Linked DNA regions of Hordeum vulgare: region 2 is linked to region 1. A link is a contact called in public Hi-C data. All regions are on one chromosome and are shown on one strand. The core of a region is the stretch at or near the end of the contact, and the rest is flanking DNA. Distances in the headings are between cores, read along the strand shown. Region 1 holds the start of LOC123447759 (probable inactive leucine-rich repeat receptor-like protein kinase At3g03770). Region 2 holds the start of LOC123447760 (probable pre-mRNA-splicing factor ATP-dependent RNA helicase DEAH4).

What was found. Hi-C and Micro-C count contacts between places; a contact is called where the count stands out from the background.
Region 2: a Hi-C map of leaf shows a contact between it and region 1, with 8 times the contacts expected there. The contact joins the promoter of LOC123447760 here to the promoter of LOC123447759 in region 1. A contact is called at or near these places in 4 of 6 Hi-C or Micro-C datasets (leaf and seedling) and 1 of 1 datasets of contacts at active chromatin or transcription factors (embryo).

The regions. Positions count from the first base shown.
Region 1 is chr4H:36,788,267-36,791,462 of MorexV3_pseudomolecules_assembly, reverse strand. It overlaps LOC123447759 (probable inactive leucine-rich repeat receptor-like protein kinase At3g03770), which reads left to right and starts at 1,616. Exons shown (of 8, transcript XM_045124411.1): 1 at 1,616-1,945; 2 at 2,769-3,196. The coding sequence starts at 3,016.
Region 2 is chr4H:37,244,076-37,247,271 of MorexV3_pseudomolecules_assembly, reverse strand. LOC123447760 (probable pre-mRNA-splicing factor ATP-dependent RNA helicase DEAH4) reads right to left here and starts at 1,745. Exons shown (of 16, transcript XM_045124413.1): 1 at 1,516-1,745; 2 at 1,033-1,125; 3 at 846-950. The coding sequence starts at 1,745.

The DNA.
Region 1 (3,196 bases), core at 367-2,866:
TGCGAGCGTCGCTATCAACGGTGCCAAAGCGCAGGGCTTTCACCGGTAGCTTCCTCTGTCACCACGAGGTCTCCAGGAGAAACACAACTAGTTTAGATTCCAAACCCAAATCGAGGCACTGTCCTAGTCAGAGACAAAAGAGTGTGTTCCAGCCACCCACCGCTTTGCCTCTCGCCGTCCACAAGACCTAGAGGAACAAACATCACCACCGCCATATAGCCCGTCGGAGAGCCAACCATGCGGACCACCTTCCAGGGTCGCCGTCCTGTCATCCAAACTACGAGACATCGCCACTCGCCCACTCCACAATGTAAAAAATGCGGCAGAAAAAGCCCGATATCGGCCCTAGAGCCTGGGTCGACGCCACCACCGTAGGGGTGCCTAAGCCTGCGATCCTCTCCCTTCTTGGTGGACCGAGGGGAGATATGATCATGTGGTTGCCGACGACCGTCATAGAGTCATCAACTCACATGATGCCACATTCGCGAGCTTTAACACCGATCCAACGCCCGGCCATCGCTATCCCAACCACCACCGTCACGATCCTTCACTGACGCCATAACGTGTAGATCCCCCCCCCCAATCGACCAGCAAGCTCCTGCCTTGGCCTGACCTCGTGCAAGGAGCAACTGATCACGGACGGATGACCATGTTAAACTCCTACACCGTCGACCAATCCACGACCCTAGCCCACTACCAGGCATCGCACCGGCGGGAGGCGGGCGCCGCCCCATCATATCTAGACAACCCAGATCCCGACGGGGGCGGTCAGGCAGCCGGCAACTCCCGTCACCGAACAACAACACCCGTGCCCGCCCCGCCCCATCCGACTCCTCGCGCAACACCCTGCCAAGGGCTCCATGCCATGCGCACATCCCCGCAACCCCCATGCTCGAGAGAGGACCCAATGGCCACCGACGTCGCCAGCAGCCGAGAGGCATCATCCCCCGTCTAGGCTTTGCCCAGCGGCGCGCTCCGACGACAACGAGGAGATTAGAGGCGGCGACGGCGACGATGACTACTTCTAGGGTTAAGGGGGGAGGGGTGGCATGAGTCTGGGCGCTCTAAATGCTAATGTTGGCTTTCCAATTCCACAAAGCCTCTTGGTTGGTCGAAGGATGGTGTGCATAGAACAACACAGATTTTCATTTGAACCAAGAATGGACACCCTTCTTTTATGCATCTACTACTAGCGTGAAAAATACAAGGACAAACTCCTTGGTAGCGTCCAACCAAAACCGTGGACCATAGGCAACGATCAGATCACACACACAGATCAACCCATCTGCCAAGACTTACGGCAAAATTCCACTGCTTCGGCAGAGCGCAGACGATCCCAGACGAGACGGCTGCCTGCCTTCACTCCCCCCGCACCCGCAGCCACCGCTCCCAGAGGCGCAGTCGGCAGTCAAAAAAGACATTAAAAGCGGGTTACTCTGCTGCCCCAACCACTCCGCCTCCGGCTCGTGCTTTCATTGCTCGCTCGGCCCCGTCTCCCGAGTAAGTAAAACCAGTAACAATGGAGGATGGCTGCTGCTCGATTCATCTCTCCCCTTGGTGAGGTGAGGTGTAGCGGTAGGCAGCAGCTGGGCAGGAGTAGCGTTGGCTCGGCTGTGCGAGCGTCTGTCACCCCGCCGACGGGCCATTAATCGCTTGCAGGTGGAGGCCCGTCGCCGGCTCTCGACTCGCTTGCTGGGGGAGGCGGGTGAGAGATCCCCATGTGCTGCGCATTGGGGCGCTCTCGCCACCTGCGTTTCTCTCCCTGAGGCAAGCAAGCAGCAGCAGCAGCAGCCATCGTCTCTCGCGCCGCGGGCAGCCGCGCGTCTCACCTGCCCCGCCTCTCCCTCCCTCCATTCTTGCCCGCTCCTGACCTTGGGTGTGAGCAAGGAGGAGGGGAAGCTTCTGCGGCGGTGGTTCTTGGGAACCCCCGGCGGCCGGCATTCAGGTCAGAGGTTCTCTGCGGTGCTTCCGTTCTTGTTACTCCTGTTTCTGTTTGTGTGTGTGTGTGTGTGTGTGATTCTGCCATGTTTCTGTGTGTGATTTGAGTGAAGTCTATGCATTTTCCATTTCCCCCTGTAATGCTTCCATTTTGAAGAAAAAAAATTGTGTGTGTAAATAATACTGTGGAAGAGAACATCCAAAGCTGAAAGATGCACACAACGAGATTATTACAATTTTCCTTTCCCTACCGCAAATTTGTTTTGCCTTCAAGTTTGCTTCCTTCGTTGCCTGTTTCTTCTTCTTCAAGTTTTTGCTTGCAAGCTCAGATTCGTACAGTATCTTACGTGTTCGTCATTTTCCCCCCTTCTGGTTTTTGCTTGCAAGGGGAGTCTTAACATTCCTCCAAAAATTAACCAAAGAGTTTGAGATATCTGCATTTGAAGTAGGATATGTTCAATTTACTGTAGTTGCTGCTGTGCAATTATTGAAAATCAATGCTCCCCCCTGTAGTTGTCACAGCATGTCATTTTCTTTGTCGGGTCCAAACAGTTTTAAAGGCCTGCACCTTCAAATATATTTTTACTGCTAACGAGTAAAAATTATCCACCCTGCTTTTCTTGTTCAAATTCAAACTGGACTACACTTTGTTTGAGATTTGCTGCGTCCCGCCGCCAAAATAGTTTGAGGTGTTTTCACGGTGAGCGATATCATGCCAATCAGCTTCTGTGACAGATTTGCTATCCTTCTCTTAGGATAAGACACATTTGCTTTTGGCCTTCATTATTTCATCCTCACCAACTTACTGAAAATTGTTAATTTTCGCGCAGGAAGCTGTACTGTGAGATCAATAAAAGCAAAGTTCTTTCAACGAGCAATTTTGCTGCTGCAATTCTCCATCCTGCCTTTCAACGAGCAATTTTGCTGCTGCGATTCTCCATCCTGCCTTTCAGTACCAAAGTCCTGGCTGAAACTCTGAAACTCCTGGCTGAGAAATTGGAAAGCGCACAACTTGCCAAGATACACAGGCAGACAGTTGAAGTAAGATACAGTCTTGGGCACAAAGCTTTGGCTCCAATGGCTTGGCAGTTAAGTGCCCTTGTGATGGCCATAACCTGTTTGATGTTATCCCGAACAAGTGAGCAGTCCTCAGAAAGTGAGCTGCTGCAGCAGCTCAGGAAGCAGCTGGAGTACCCTAGGCAGCTGGACGTCTGGAATAACCCAAGTGGTAACCCCTGCTACACTCAGCCCACTTCGG
Region 2 (3,196 bases), core at 496-2,995, 460 kb before region 1:
AAACTTTCAATAGAGCCTCCCACCCGTACAACCCAAGTAACTCTACTTGGCTGCAACATCAACATATGCATCAAAGAGCTAAAAGTTACTTTGTGTTTGCAGTCAGAGACCATCTCATCCAAAGAGTAACCAAGTAAGCATGTGCTAGAGAGAATTATGGTTTAGATAATGTGTTATATATTATTTGAAAACATATATTAGTGAGTGGTTAGTCAATTATTTGGTATGACCTGTGCACTAAATTCCTGCTAGTAGAAAGAAGGCATCAACAAGAAATAGTACAAAGTTTTAACCCAAATTCACAACTCAGATTTATTATATAAATAAAATTGGACAGAAAACCCAAACTGCTAGTATAGGTGAAGATTGAGTTACATATGAGATACCGAAATAACAGTATTTGATCATCCTACTAGTTTGATAGCTCCAAAGTTCTTATTCTATTATATTAATGCATTTGTGCTAGCGCTTGGCAAACTGTACTTCAATAAAAAATAAGTTGTGCTAGGTAGTGGTGGCTATCACTTAAAAATTTGGATGGTCGCAGAAAAGTACAACAGTCAAATAATGAATCTTGCATAAAACTATGCTGTCAACAAAGATTATCGACTATATTTAATAGGGTAATGACTTCATGGCCTATTTTTGGTTATAAGCTTACCCTTTTTAACTTGAGAGGTTATATTATAGTAATGATGCCTCTATAGTAATACATAAAAAATGCTACAATTATATGATTTGGGTTTAGGAACATGCTACAGAAGTATATGTCAAAACTTGATTTAAAAAACTCTAAATTACGATAAAGATTCTTATAAATCGGTTTAACATAAAGATAGTCATACGTGTTCAAGCTACGTTCATGAGCTTCGTCCAAGATAATTACTGAGTATTGCTTCAACTCGGGGTTTGAAAGGCTTTCCCGCAGAAGAACACCATCTGTTAGGTACCTGCAAATTGATTCAAAATATTCAATCCAAGAACTCAGGACATACTTAAGTTACAAGAGTATTCAAGCTTTCTAAAGCTTACTTGATCTTAGTCTTTTCTGAAGTTCGGTCTTCAAACCGAATAGCATAGCCAACTTCTTCCCCAATTGAGACACCGAGCTCTTGTGCCACCCTCCTGAAAATTACTGAAGTTACTCTCTGCATTTCAGGTACCATACAGGGCAGTTCCTTCTAGTTCTAGGTGTTTATGCTCTTAATGTATTTTCTGTGCAACAAAATGATACTCCAATCGAACATTATGTTCGTACACTGTAATTTGTAACATAATATCAGAGTTTGGTATCTATTTCTTGATACACAATCGATCCGATTGCATCCTCCTCCCAATCCAGCCAATTGACCTAACTGCGCCCTCGCAGCTCACAGGGAAGACAAAAATGGTAGCATGATACATCAGGAAGTAGGACCACATGCTCCCTGCCTCCCTGGCGCCTGCATCCCACGCGACTAGCCCACACTCTAGCAAATTTAACTGCGCACGCACGCTTGGGAGAGAGGGGAGCACCTGGAGACTGATACGGCCGCGACACGGCGGGGCTGGGTGACCGCAATAGCACCGCGGCGGGTGTAGCCTCGACGGTGGAGGATCTGGGAGAGCTGGGTGCTCTTGCCGGAGCCGGTCTCGCCGATGACCACGATCACCGGGTTCGCCTCCACGGCAGCCACGATTTCGTCCTCGTGCTCCGAGATTGGCAGCACCGGCGGCCCCGACGGCGACGGCGACGTCGACGGCATCTCAGAAGGAACCGAGGTGCTAGGGTTTAGCTTTTTTTTTTTTAGCTACTGGGCTGCGCAGAGGGCAAGCAGATGGTCGACGGCTTTCAAAGTTCAATCGTGCGTGGTTCGGGCGCGTCTATTCCTCGCCCTGCTCTCTTATGTGGGCTGGGCCCATTCCCCATTCCAAGAAAATATTTAAGAAGTTTATATTGTATTTATGAATTTTAGATAATATTCTCTTTTGAAAAAAATGTAAATAAATATTAAAAAGAGTTCATGAATTGTTTTTAAAACGTCATTGGATCTTTTTCCCTGGTCATAATTTGAAAAGTGTTCTTGAAATTTAAAAATACCCATGAATTTATTCATAAAATCATAAATTGTTTTAAGAATGTTCATGGATTTTTTTAAAAAAAATCGTGAATTTTGAAATAAAAAAATCAGAAGGAAAAAAGGTAAGAAAGAAACAAAGAACCGGTAGATTAGCAACACTGAAAGTCGTGACAACGATGACGAGGACAACATGGCCGAAGCAGGGTTCTTGGATTTATCTTTTCTTTACCTTTTTGTTTTGAGCTATTGGGCTAACCCAAGAGAGCAGAGCAGATGGTCGATCATAGTCCATTCCAAAGTTCAAGCATATGTCCTATTGGGTTGGCTAGTCCTATAATAAGTACTAAATTTTTGCTTTACATTGGATGTAAGAGAAAAGATTGGAGGAATTTAGATTGGAGGAATCTATAAGAGACGAAAATGCTCTTTGGACGAGCTCCATGTAGCTCGTAATCTGGCGCAGGTCTTTATTGAGATCAGGTGTAGCCCGGTGTCACTCTCACGTATTCACCTGATCGCTTTTTACACACCACCCTATTCTCCATTTATAAACAGTACTATCACATGTTAGCCACGCCACCCTAGCAGCGCACGCACACGTGCCATGTTCAAGCCCATTATGTTCCATTGTGCACACGCCAGCCTTTTTCTTTTTCTTCATTTTCATTTTCTTTTTCTTTCTTTTCCTGTTCTTTTCTTTTCCCTATATGTTTCTCCCCCCTTATCACTTTCATATTTTAAGTTTTTTAAATATAACATTTCAAATAGATAATTTTCTGAAAATGATATATTAAAATTTTAATATATGTATAGTTTCAAATATGTGACACACATTTTTTAAGTATGTGACAAAAAATTTAAATATGTCATGCACAAGTTTCGATATTGCATGGATATTTTTCTGAATAAGCGATGACCATTTTTTGAATATGTGGTGAATATATGTGTAAATATATGATGAACATATTTCATATACACGATGAACGTTTTTCAAATACGTGATTAATATGTTTCTATATACCCGACTAACATTTTCCAAATACATCGTAAACATTTTTCTGATATGTGATGAACATTTTATAAATGTATGATGAACTTTTTTGCATATGCAATGAATATTTTCCAACGCACGGTGA